Regions from separate parts of the Mus musculus genome. Here region 1 is linked to region 2. A link is a contact called in public Hi-C data. All regions are on one chromosome and are shown on one strand. Each heading gives the region's core, a stretch centred on a gene start, on an enhancer-like site or on the middle of the called end of the contact. The rest is flanking DNA. Distances are from core to core; before and after follow the strand shown. Region 1 overlaps Irf4 (interferon regulatory factor 4). Region 2 overlaps Exoc2 (exocyst complex component 2).

Region 1 (6,112 bases), core at 94-2,593, 67 kb before region 2:
TGCTTTGAGGAACATGAGTCCAGAGTATATTGAAGTAGAAGACAGTGTTTGGCAAGCCAGTTCTTATTAGACACTGCTACAGGCTTCACAATCTTCAAGGTGGACCCACCTCATGTGGAAGGGCATCATTGCCCCTCTGCTCCCATGCGCTGTGCACCCCCTTCACAGTGAAAGACCTGCTGGGGACCAGGACTCAGAGATCTCTGGCTTCGAGCTCATATCTTGGCTTCCTGTCATGTCTAAGCCCGACAGGAAAGTGTGGCACCATCCTGCCTGCGGCGTTGGATGGATAGGCCATGGATTTTGCTGTAAACTTGCTTCACAAGGAAAGCTGTGTGTTTTAAAATATTTGATAAATAAAGGATTTCTAGAAAGATTGACTGAGGAGCATATTTAATACCATCCTCACAGCCCTTGAAACACTTCCTCTATCTGCTGGGTTCTTGGTGAGGCTGTCAGTGGCCTACTTCCTTCCTGGCTGCCTGTGAGTCCCTGAAATCAGATCTCTAAAGTGTTCAGCAGAGAGAGAGAGAGAGAGAGAGAGAGAGAGAGAGAGAGAGAGAGAGAGAGAGAGAGGGAGGGAGGGAGGGAGGGAGGGAGGGAGGGAGGGAGAGAGAGAGAGAGAGAGAGGAAGAAGAAGGAGGAGGAGGAGGAGGATGAGGAGGAGGAGGGAAGAAGAGGGGAGGGGGGAGAGAGGGGGAAGAAGCAAGCTAGTTCTACAACCATGTCATTACTAGCACAAGTCCCCTCAGCTGTGTCTGAGGGAGCAACTATTCACACTGGGCTCCTTTGTTCTGCCTCCTCCTCCTTAGACCTATGTTCTGAAAGGCCTGGTAGACTTGGTGTTTTTTTTTTTTTTCTGTTTGTTGTGTTTTTTTTTCATTTTTAGAAAAAAAATTTAATATCTAGTGTGTGAGTTTACCTACTTGTAGGTACATGCACATGCAGTACTTGTAGGGCCAGGGAGGGGGGTCTGATCCCCTGTAACTGTAGGTACAGGTGGTTGTTAGCCACATACGCGAGAACCTGGAACTCCAGTCCTCTGGAAGAGCAACAAGGACTATTATCCAAGTTGAGCCATCTCTCCAATTAGGGAAAATATTTTTTAACTTGTTTTAATGGTTTGTTTTATACTTTGATTTCCTCTGAGTTTGTTGTCATGAGGGTAGCATATAGTGAGCCTGCACTCTGATAGGAGAGATTCCGGGGGAGAGGCACAGGGTGTCGGTAGACTCTTGGGTATCCCTAGGAGAACCTTGGCTGAAATTCCTCTCTGAGAAGCCAAGTCAGAGAATGCCGTTCTCAGCTGTATCACACACACTTCCTGACATGGCTGTGAACTTCCGTATCTTCCAGTGTCATAGGAAGACTGTCAGCCCAGGATAGGACTGTGGCCTGTGAAAAGCTCAGAGATTCAGAGATCTGAGAAAAGCATTTAGCAAGGATCTAAACAACATATTGAATTTACTAAATAAAAACCAATTGCTCTACTATTCCTACTTTGGGAGCTCTGTGTGTCCCATAAGTATAGATGGGCTCAGGCCAGCATGCACAGCCAGGATTTCTCCAGAAAGTTCTACTACTTGAACCTAAGCTTGTTTGAAGAGATTTTGCTGACTTTTGAGTTCTTACATGATATTCCTATTCCCACAGGGCTTCTGGTCTTAGACTTTTCTTTCCAGTTACAACTTTGGTTGTTGGATTTGGTTTTCTATAGTTGGTAGTATTAAGACAAATACAGGGTTTTTCACATGGGCAACACTCATCCATCCCAGAAACAAACAAACAAACAAACAAACAAAAACATGGCGTCTCCTACATGCCTTATTTCTGGGAAGGGACTGCAAGGTTGGTTGTAATATCTCATGTTTTCTAGCAGAAATGTCTTTTAATAAATGTCTAGTTAGGAATTATAGGGCACCCAAGGATGTTTCTTCTACAGCCTAAGCCAGGGGCCAGAGGATGTCTACACAGGTACCCTGCTCTTCCCTGGAAGACTTCTGCCCACCTGCTCACCTGGCCAGCTCTCTCTCATGATGATAGAACATCCTTTCTTTCTAAGCACTTCACCTTTCAGTGGCATCTCTGTGCCACTGAGAAACGATTTCATACTTTCTCTTGCTTTGCCTCCTCTCCTTTGGGACTAAGGATCAAAACAGCCAGAACAGTGGGGGATAGTGATCTGAGAAAAGTATGCTGGAAGGAATGGTGAGAGCCATGAGTTAGAAAGAACCATAGCTGCAAGATGAGAGAACAACTCCATGGTTAACGGTGTGGATCAACACCTGAAAATGATGGAGATGCTGAGATGGGTCTGATCAGAGCTGACTGTGGGCCAGAACTTACACACACACACACACACACACACACACACACACACGTGCGAGAACCCCTCACACACACAGGATGGTGGGGCAGAGTTTAGGTACTAGAAGCTCCTTCAAGGGTGCATCTTCAATAATAATCTTCAATTATCTAACTTTTCTCACACTAGACCCCACCTATCAAAGGTTGTACTTAAGGTTGTATCACCTCCCAGTAGTGCTCATCAGCCACAAAAGCTATTAACATTGGTATTTACTGTTTGTGTCTATGGCATATCACTGGTCATTCCTTTTTTATTTTTTTAACTTTTTATTGATTGTTTATGAATTTCACATCATGTACCTCAGTCCCACTCATCTCCCATCTCTTCATATCCACCCTCCACCCTTGTCACCTACCCGCCTCCGAAAAAAAATTTTTGGAAGCTGCAGTGTGTCACAGTGTGTCCCACAGTATACCCTTTTGTCCACACTTCCTTATATGCAAATGTTCATTGCAATGAGTCATTGGTCTGGTTCAAGGCCTCTGGCTTCTGTTACACTGTCAATACTGGATCCTCACCAGGGCTCTTCTCATATAGAATCTCCTCCTGTTGTCCTATGTCATGGAGATCTTGAAGCTTTGGGCCTGTAGTACCCTCTCCTTCACATATACCAGCAGTTCATAGATGGCATAGAGCTAACTCAAAACCCTGGATCTGGGCCTGGGTGGTAGCTAAGTTGGTCAGCATGCCAGCTCTCCTGCACCCACACCACCAGGGCAAGCTCTCCAGGAGTACCCTGGCTAACTCACCCAATGCCACAGGCATCTAGAGCCAGAGCAAGCTTTCCAGCTCTGCCGTTGAAGCTCACCCACACCAACACCAGCAGAGCCAACTCTATTCTGCTGCTCAGGCAAGGGACAGGACTCACTTTCTTTAGTGTTATAGCTAGTGAGGAGCAGGGCCAGCTCTCCTGTTCTCATGGCCTTGTGGCCAGCTTCCCCTTCTACCTTAGGTGGAGAGGGGTAAGGTGGAAGAGGAGGGCATCTCCTTCTTGCTCATGCCACCCCACAGTAGACAAGTTGTGGGGCCAGCTCTCCCATGCTCATACCCACAGGGCTGGCTCACTTGCACCTCTGCTGCCAGGGTTGACTGTACCGTGCTGCCCTGGTGAGGTGCAGGGCCCACTTTTCCAAGTCCTACAGCCAGTAATTGTCAGGGAACAATGGCCATTCTAAGAAACACACATCACTGGCAAAGTCAACCACTGTGACATCAACAGGATACAACCTAGAGTCGTTAGATAGAGGAAACCTCAGTTAAGGAAACGCCTCCATGATACTGGCTTGAAAGCAAGTCTGTAGTGCATTTTCTTAATTAGTGATTGAAGTGGGGAGGGAGTTAAGGTCCTGGGGTCCTGGGTGCTATGGAAATCAGGCTAATCAAGCCATGGAGAGAACAAGGCAGTAAGCAGCGCTCCTCCACAGCCTCTGCTTCAGTTCCTGTCTCCAGGTTCCTGCCTTGAGTTCCTGCCCTGACTTCCCTGGAAAATGAACTACAAGCTATAAGCTGATATAAAACCTGTCTTTCCCAAGTTGTTTTATCTGTCATGTTTTATCACAGCAATAGAAACCCTAACTAAGACTTCATAAACTAAGAGTCAAAGGATAGAAATCAATCTACTAAGCAAATGGAAGCTAAAACAAAACTGTTAGAACCATCTTCATACCTGATAAAGTTGAGTTGAAACCTTCAAACCAAAAATAGCCAGAAGAGATAAATCAGATCACTGTAACGTTACTGAAAGGACAATTCTTCAGGAGCAAATAATAGAGACACTACCACAATACTCTTAGATCTGATAAACATTTTTAGCAAAATAACTGTATACAAAAGCAACATGCAAAAACCAAAAAACAAAAACGCCATAGCTTTTTAAACATATAAAAACAAGAGATGACCTAAGAAAGAAGAAAATAGGATAACTACACAAAAATACTAGGGCTCATGTTCATTAAGAAACCTTAAAATGCACAAAAAACCGATCCAGGTACAACAATAGTGGAAGATGTCAATAATTCCCACTCAAATCTTTTTTGTTTGGTTTGGTTTGGTTTGGTTTTGCCAGATAGGGTTTCACCATGAAGTCTTGCCGGACTATAACTTGCTATTCGATCAGACTGGCCTCAAACTCACAAAGGTCCACAGGTTAGGGTTAGGGTTAAGTTCTCCTGCCTCTGCCTCTGGATGCTGAGATTAAAGACTGTGACACCATGTCTAGTCTCATCCTTAGATAGGTCTCTGGGATGGTCAGCTTTAATTGCCAACCTAATAAAGTCTAGGGTCAACATGACCTGAGAGGAGAGTCCAGATGAGTGACTGTCAACATGGAGTGTCAACAACTTTGGGCAAGCCTGTAGAGAATATCTTATGTAAGTTAATTGATGTAGGAAGACCCAGCCCACTGTAAGTGGTACCATCCCCTTGGCAGGGTTCCTGATCTGTTTAAGAGTGGGAAAATGAGCTGAGAACCAGCAGGTATGTGTGCATTCATTTTTCTCTCCCCTCAACTGTAGTTTTAATTTGACTTGCTGTTTGAGTTGTTGTCTTGGCTCTCCCAAAATGATGGACTGCAACCTAGAATTTTAAGCTGAAATACAAACCCTTTTCTCTCTAAGTGGTTGTGTGTGAGAGAGGGAGAGAGACAGAGACGGAGGCACACACACACTCAGAGAGGGGGGAGAGAGGGAGAGGGGGGGAGGGAGAGAGGGAGAAAGAGGGGTATTTTTTAAAATTACAGGAACAAAAATGAAACTAGGAGTTTCCAAACTAAAAGTAAGCAAAAAAACTTCACAATTAAAACATGTCAGGTATCAACTGGACTTAAGAGGTATCAAACAGACTGGTCCATCTAAAAGATACAAAGTATACATTATTCTCCTTTAGCCATAGAATCTTTTTTAAAACTAACCTGAATCTGTTGCCTACCTGTGGATCCTGTTCTCCTAACTGAGCTGCCTTGTCTTGCCTCAGTGGGAGAGGATGTGCAGTAACTTGATGTGCCAGGGTGGGGTGATATCCAGAGCGGCTCTCCCTATTCAGAGGAGGAATAGGGAAGGGGCTATGTGAGGAGGGGCCTGGGAGGAAGGGAGGCTGTGGTCAGAATGTAAAGTGAATGAATAAATTAATTAATGAAAAATAAAACAAAACAAGACAACGCACATTATAAACCACAAAACAATCCTTATCCATCAAAGGAACATTTGAAAACGCTTGCACTGCATTATACCATAGTAGAATAAAACTAAAATTAAAAAGTAACAGCAACAAAACCAACACACATTCTAGGAAAGTGAGCAATGAGTCATTGAAGAAGCAAGGGAAGAAAAAATTTCAATCCCTAGAGTCAGATGAAAAGAACTGCTCAACTTACTAGAACTTCTGTGGCACATCTAAGGCATTCTGCAAGGAAGGTGATGGTCATATGTGTTTATATTAGCAAAAAGTATCAGGTAGACCTCAAATACATAATTAAATAATGGGGGGGGGAGAGGGAGAGAGAGAGAGAGACCAAATTTGTATGCAGAAGATTGCAAGAAAAATAAAGAGAAGGTCAGAGATCAATTAAATGGAGACTAAGAGAGCAATGCATACAGCCAGTCAGAGAGTTGGTATTTGAAGAGATAAACAAGTTTGATAATCCTTGCAGAGCAAAAAGGAGAAAACTCTCAGATGAAGAAAGTAAGAACAAAGCATGGGATCACTAGGGAATACTTTGAAAATTAATTTCAAAACCTCAGAAGTCCA
Region 2 (5,599 bases), core at 870-3,369:
TTAAATTTCTGCTGGAAAGAAATAAACATGGAAGTATGGGCTCATTTAATAACAACTAAACATTCAATGAATGTTGTCTTGACCACTTTCCCCTGAGAATGACACCTGACAATCTGGTATGTTCTTTCAGACTTTTGCCTAGGAATATGTTTGTTTGTTTGTTTGTTTGTTTTAAAAAAGAGATTACAATTATCTTCTTAAAACTTAATTATATCACATTCTTTAAGAAACAAATGTAAACAAAACAAACAAACCAAATCAACCTGCTTTTCAGGGCAAGCCGGGCCTTTAGTAATGTCAAGTGAAATACACAGCCTCCCATGCAATCCTGCTCCTACTCAGGACAGATTCCTCCCAGGCAAGTACAGCTTTCCCACTGCCTGCCCCGCTCACACACACCCGCATCACTAGAGGGTACAGCTGATACACTGATGGCCCTAGCAACAGAGGCCAGGGCCCACAACAGGGCCACTGCTGGAGATGCACATTCTGTCGGCTTAGTGGAATATGCTCACCACTACAGTGATGTGACAGTCTTTGTGCCTGAAACGTCACTGCTGCCTCTCTCATGGATGTCTCCTTCTCCATTAACCTTGAAGCTGCTTGCTTTCTCTCCCCGCAAACCCCTACCATTCTGTCTTTTCCAGAAATGTCATAGGTTTGAGCTCATATAGTACACATGTAGATGTACTTTGTAGACCTGCTGGTCCAGAATTTGCAATAATCCCCCTCCTCGCATCCCGAGTGCTGGGACTACAGGGATGTATCACCTAGCTCATTTTATTTTAATAGGATAACCTAGAGGTGGAACTGCTGCGTTGGAGGGTTTTCAGTCTTGGTAGATTCTGCCAAGCTGTCATTCAAAAGGCCACAGGAAACAGAGGTCTTGCTTCTCCATGCATTTTAACCATGGGTTGCCTGGTGCTACAACATGTCCCAACTCAACAGTTCATTGAAAACTTTTAAACAGCAATTTGACAAAACTTTTCATTGAAAAAAAAATCAAGTAGCATTTTAAGCAAAATGTAAAGGTGGACGAAGCCAAGCCTTTCACTCCTCTGCCTGTCTGGAGTCTCAAAAGGAGTTACAGAAAGCATGCCGTACCATGTGAAGCCATACCAAGAATGCAGACCTTCCTTCCCGTGAACCACTTCCTGGCACAACAGACATTGCTTCTCTATGGACAAACTCAAAGTTCTCTGCTAGTGTTGTTTTGAAACCCGGCACTCCCCGGTAGGTAATACTTCAAGAAATTGGAAAGTCTGGAGACAACCTACTTCGTACACCACATTTCCTGTTTTTAACCCCTGTGCCCTAAATCAGTTAGCACTCCTAGTCTACTGACAAAAATAGATCGAAAAATACTATAAATATCCCACAATGTACTTTTTAAAATTGTCAAACTGAAACATTACATGAAAGAAGCCTGGGCTGTTTTTTTTTTTTTTTTTTCTTTTTAAGTAAACTATCTATTCAACTATACTCTAAAGACACATACTGCCTGTTTTTTTTTTTTTTTTTTAAAGATAGTCAGAAACTTTATCAGTATTGGCATAACAGACAAAGAAGCCTAAATATCACATAATACAATTAGCTTTTGTTGTAATGGAGAAAGCAAATTTCTGTTGGAAGTACAGGTCTCCCTGTTTTGGTGTACATTCCCATACTGACTTGTATCCTCAGGGGCAAGGTGGCCCTACTGTGAGTGTGTGAATAATAACTTCTGCCTCTATAGTGCTGTTTTCTATACCAGGACTTTTCCTGTATCAAAATGTGGTCCTACTGATCACTATGGTGGATTTCATAGGAAAACTCTACTCTTTAGAAAACAAAGTATTACCAGCAATGAAAATACTAATGAGTTCATGGTTTACTTTTATATACATATAAATAAAATTCAGTGGAACTTAGTATCAATAAACTGCCTTATTATTAAAAGCTGTTTAGAAAAACAGCTTTCAAGACTTAGAAATAGGCAAGGGGGACGCAAGTCCCCAGCCTCTCCTCAGCAGTTTACGTGATGTGTTACAGGAACCATGGATCACATCAACAGCGCATGTCACAGAACAGTCTGCAGCATTAGCGCACGAGTCAGCCAGTTCCTCATAACCCTGACATCCTGAACTTCAGCCTTCAAAGGAGACAGAATTAACACGAACTGACACATTAAAACTACTCTGTCTCAACTAACTACACACACACACAACATTAACACACCAACACACACACACACTCACACACACCCCTCTCTCATCCCCTCATCAAGCCTTTCATTAGAAAGCAGTCTTAACTGGAAAAGTGAAAGTAACAACAAAAAAGATTCACTCTCTCCATGCAAATGAGAGTTTTTATTCACACTGTAAACTACCACTCTGAACATAATATTGCATAAATAGGAACTGTTCAATTTTCAAAATCTCAAGGAGGCCAGTTTAAAGAAAATATTATTTCAGTAAGATTGTAAGATTGAAACCTGACGCTTGGGCTGGAAGCACTGCTGGGTAGCAGGCTACTGAGCTGTGGACTCTGGAAAACACGTCAGCTGTGAGGAGCATGCCCATGTGAGGAGCATGCCCATGTGAGGAGCATGCCCATGTGAGGAGCATGCCCATGTGAGGAGCCCGCCCATGTGAGGAGCCCGCCCATGTGAGGAGCCCGCCCATGTGAGGAGCCCACCCATGTGAGGAGCCCACCCATGTGAGGAGCCCGCCCATGTGAGGAGCCCGCCCATGGCCTGGCACCCGTGTGCAGAAGGTGCAGAGCTGCTCTCGGGCTTATGAGAGCAGTGAGCTGTAGTGAGGTGCCCCAGCACTGGAACCAACTGTGGGGCAGAGAAAGAACTGGGTGTGAGCCTCATCCTCAACATCCAGCTCCATAGACTAATCTTTCATATGAAGGAGTGGCCCACTGTTGTAACTTTAGTCATTAAATCAAAGGATCAATCTAGATATTAAAAAGTTTGGTCATGTGAAAACTAGAAGTCAACAGTTGTGAATTAGTCAAGCCCCATTTCCACAGTAAGAATCCAGGTACAAGTGTCTGTCTCTAGAGTCCTATGTTTTTGCACAAGCCACTAATCTGCTGAGAGTATTAAAGACACAAAGTGCTGCTTCTGCACTGGTGGATCCAATGGCAGAAGACAGAGGTTACGTAGAAAGGGCAGGGTGGTGGATCTGAGTGAGCCTCTGGCTCCCCAGGGGCTGTCTACCTGCCTGAGCCTTTATTTGTAGAGCTTCGATAACAGCTTTCGGAGATGGTTCTGAGGACAAGACACACAATCCAAGGGGAGCAAGAGGATAGAGGAGGGCTCAGCTCCTCATTTCATACACGGGATTCTGTTTCTGACTCTTTACGATGCAATCTTCCTTCACACATGTGGATTCAAGTGGCTATTTCACTCCAGCCCCTGAGCTGCTCTTTGTCCTCACAAGAAGCTTGCTTTCCCGGTGCTCTGCTAGATATATCCTCTCTGCTAGATATATCCTCTCTGCTAGATATATCCTCTCTGCTAGATATATCCTCTCTGCTAGATATATCCTCTCTGCTAGATATATCCTCTCTGCTAGATATATCCTCTCTGCTAGATATATCCTCTCTGCTAGATATATCCTCTCTGCTAGATATATCCTGAGTGATCTGCAATAGCTCAATGCAGGTTTTTAATGCCAAAGAAATGCAATGCCTTCACTCTCCCTGATAGCTCTGCCAAAGGAAGGACTTGTTCATGGCTCCCCACGGTGATTAAAACATCATATTTGCTGTCAGGAGGTACAACCTAAAAGTCTATAGGATTGTTCAAATCAAAGGTATACAAATTTTAACCCTCTCAATACAAGTATATTTACACCTAAAGTTATAACATGATCTAAATGCAGAAACGCCTATTTTATAAAACGTGTCAAATGGTATATTTGCAGTGCTAACTGGGTCTGAATATTGTGGTGGCTGTGGTCTAGATTCAGAAAGCTCCACTGTAACATACATTTCCACGGTCAAAGATATAGGAAAAAACAGCAGAACCCTCTCCCAGGAGTGAACAGGAATTCAGTCAACAGCAACACAATAGATGGTTTCATACTTGCAGAGTATGAGAAGTGTGCTGGAGTTAATATTTAAATAAGCTGAAGGTCTAGGACTAAGTCCACTTTATTTTGCTGCCTTAGATTTACTGACTTTCATAACTGAGAAACTGTCATACTAAGAAATAAATGCAGGTGTATTTGAAAGAGGTATCTTTACTTCTCACTAAAAATCTATCACTGTCAAGATCTTTCAAAGGAGTTTTTCTAGTCTTAAAATAAAGTATAACTACTACATAATGAACTATATAATCCCTTTGTATACCATTTGATGTTTCACATGTTCACATGCATACAAACATGTAGTTCCACATGCACTGGCAGGATAAGGATGGGAAGTAGGGTTTCCAGTAGACTGTAGCAGCCCTTGCCTAACTATAAGGGCATACAGACACGTTGACCTCTAGCATGTGGTCACTGCTCACATGCATGCTGGGCTATCGTGTATGGTCACTGCACACATACACACACACACTAACCTGTAGAATGTGGTCACTGTGCACATGCATGCTGGGCTACAGTGCTCAGTCACTGCACACACTATTCTGTAGTATGTGTAGCCAGTTATCTAGTGAGCAGCTGGACATCGGGGCTCCAGTCCCACCCAAAGCATACCCTTGTTCAACAGTCTACTTTCAGTGCTGTCCCATATGGGCTCTCACATATACAAGCAGCACTACCTCTAATAAAAACAAAACAGGAATTGCCAGACTTTCTTTTTTGGTAGACCCATTTCTCAGCAAATATAAAAACACAAGCCATAGCAGCAAACAACAAAGTAGAGAAATAAAAGCCCAAGAATGCAAATCACTTTTCTTTTCTTTACACTATCCAGGACAGAGTACAAGATATTATATTTTTCATCTCCATCATATTTTAAGTCCATGAAGACAGTTTCTGTAATTTTATAAAACCTACTATTATAGCTCTTTAACACACAAACTTGCTAACGTGCTATGCATTCTACAGAAAATTCCTAAAAGTCCTTGTCACTATAATCACAGGCTGTCACAGCATTTGTAACCAAAAGTGACAGCAATTTCAAAAGGCAAGAATGGGTTTTCAAGTATATCATATTTGGGAATTTACTGTGGTTGTCAGTCAAACATTCTGACTATTAGTGTTTGGTATTATCAGAAAATTGAAGTCAATTGATAAAAAAAAAAAAAGGCATCCTGAGTACCGTGTACAATACAGGTTTTACTAACATTCTTTAACTTGCTCTGATAGACACAAAATGCTTCATTTTCTTCCAAATACTTAAAAACATGGCTAATTGCTGAGGGTTTTATCTCAGGTGTCTTTATCTTCCTTCCTCCCCCACCCCCTCCTGCTTATACAATGTAGTATTCAGGCAAACTGTATTTTGTGCATTTATTTACTTTGCTGTGTACGTGTGCGGTCATGAGAATGTAGAGATCAAAGGGACAACTTGTAGAAATGGCTTTCTCCCTGTGCCACCTGGGCCTGGGACACTGAACTCAGGCTGTCAGGCTATGCCACCTTCCTGGTTGACTGCC

What was found. Hi-C and Micro-C count contacts between places; a contact is called where the count stands out from the background.
Region 1: a contact with region 2 is called in a Hi-C map of centrocytes, with 2.0 times the contacts expected there. The contact joins two enhancer-like sites. A contact is called at or near these places in 1 of 39 promoter capture datasets (pre-B cells), 1 of 15 datasets of contacts at CTCF or cohesin (large pre-B cells), 23 of 484 Hi-C or Micro-C datasets (B cells, CD4 T cells, CD8 T cells and 12 more), 10 of 115 datasets of contacts at active chromatin or transcription factors (the 230-238 cell line, CD8 T cells, Th17 cells and 5 more) and 3 of 9 other capture datasets (adipose tissue, liver and pancreatic islet).

What each region holds. Positions count from the first base shown.
Region 1 is chr13:30,766,603-30,772,714 of GRCm38.p6, forward strand. Irf4 (interferon regulatory factor 4) reads left to right here. Exons shown (of 9, transcript NM_013674.2): 9 at 1-379. Among named protein-coding and RNA genes, the nearest start is that of Irf4, 20 kb to the left of the region's middle. Within about 2 kb of position 1,344, at least 50 of the 459 cell types and tissues checked have an H3K27ac peak or open chromatin away from gene starts, as enhancers often do. A contact at or near this core is called in B cells, CD8 T cells, Th17 cells and 8 more, where this site is marked.
Region 2 is chr13:30,832,437-30,838,035 of GRCm38.p6, forward strand. All of the region lies in intron 23 of Exoc2 (exocyst complex component 2), which reads right to left. Among named protein-coding and RNA genes, the nearest start is that of Irf4, 86 kb to the left of the region's middle. Within about 2 kb of position 2,120, at least 87 of the 459 cell types and tissues checked have an H3K27ac peak or open chromatin away from gene starts, as enhancers often do. A contact at or near this core is called in B cells, CD8 T cells, Th17 cells and 8 more, where this site is marked.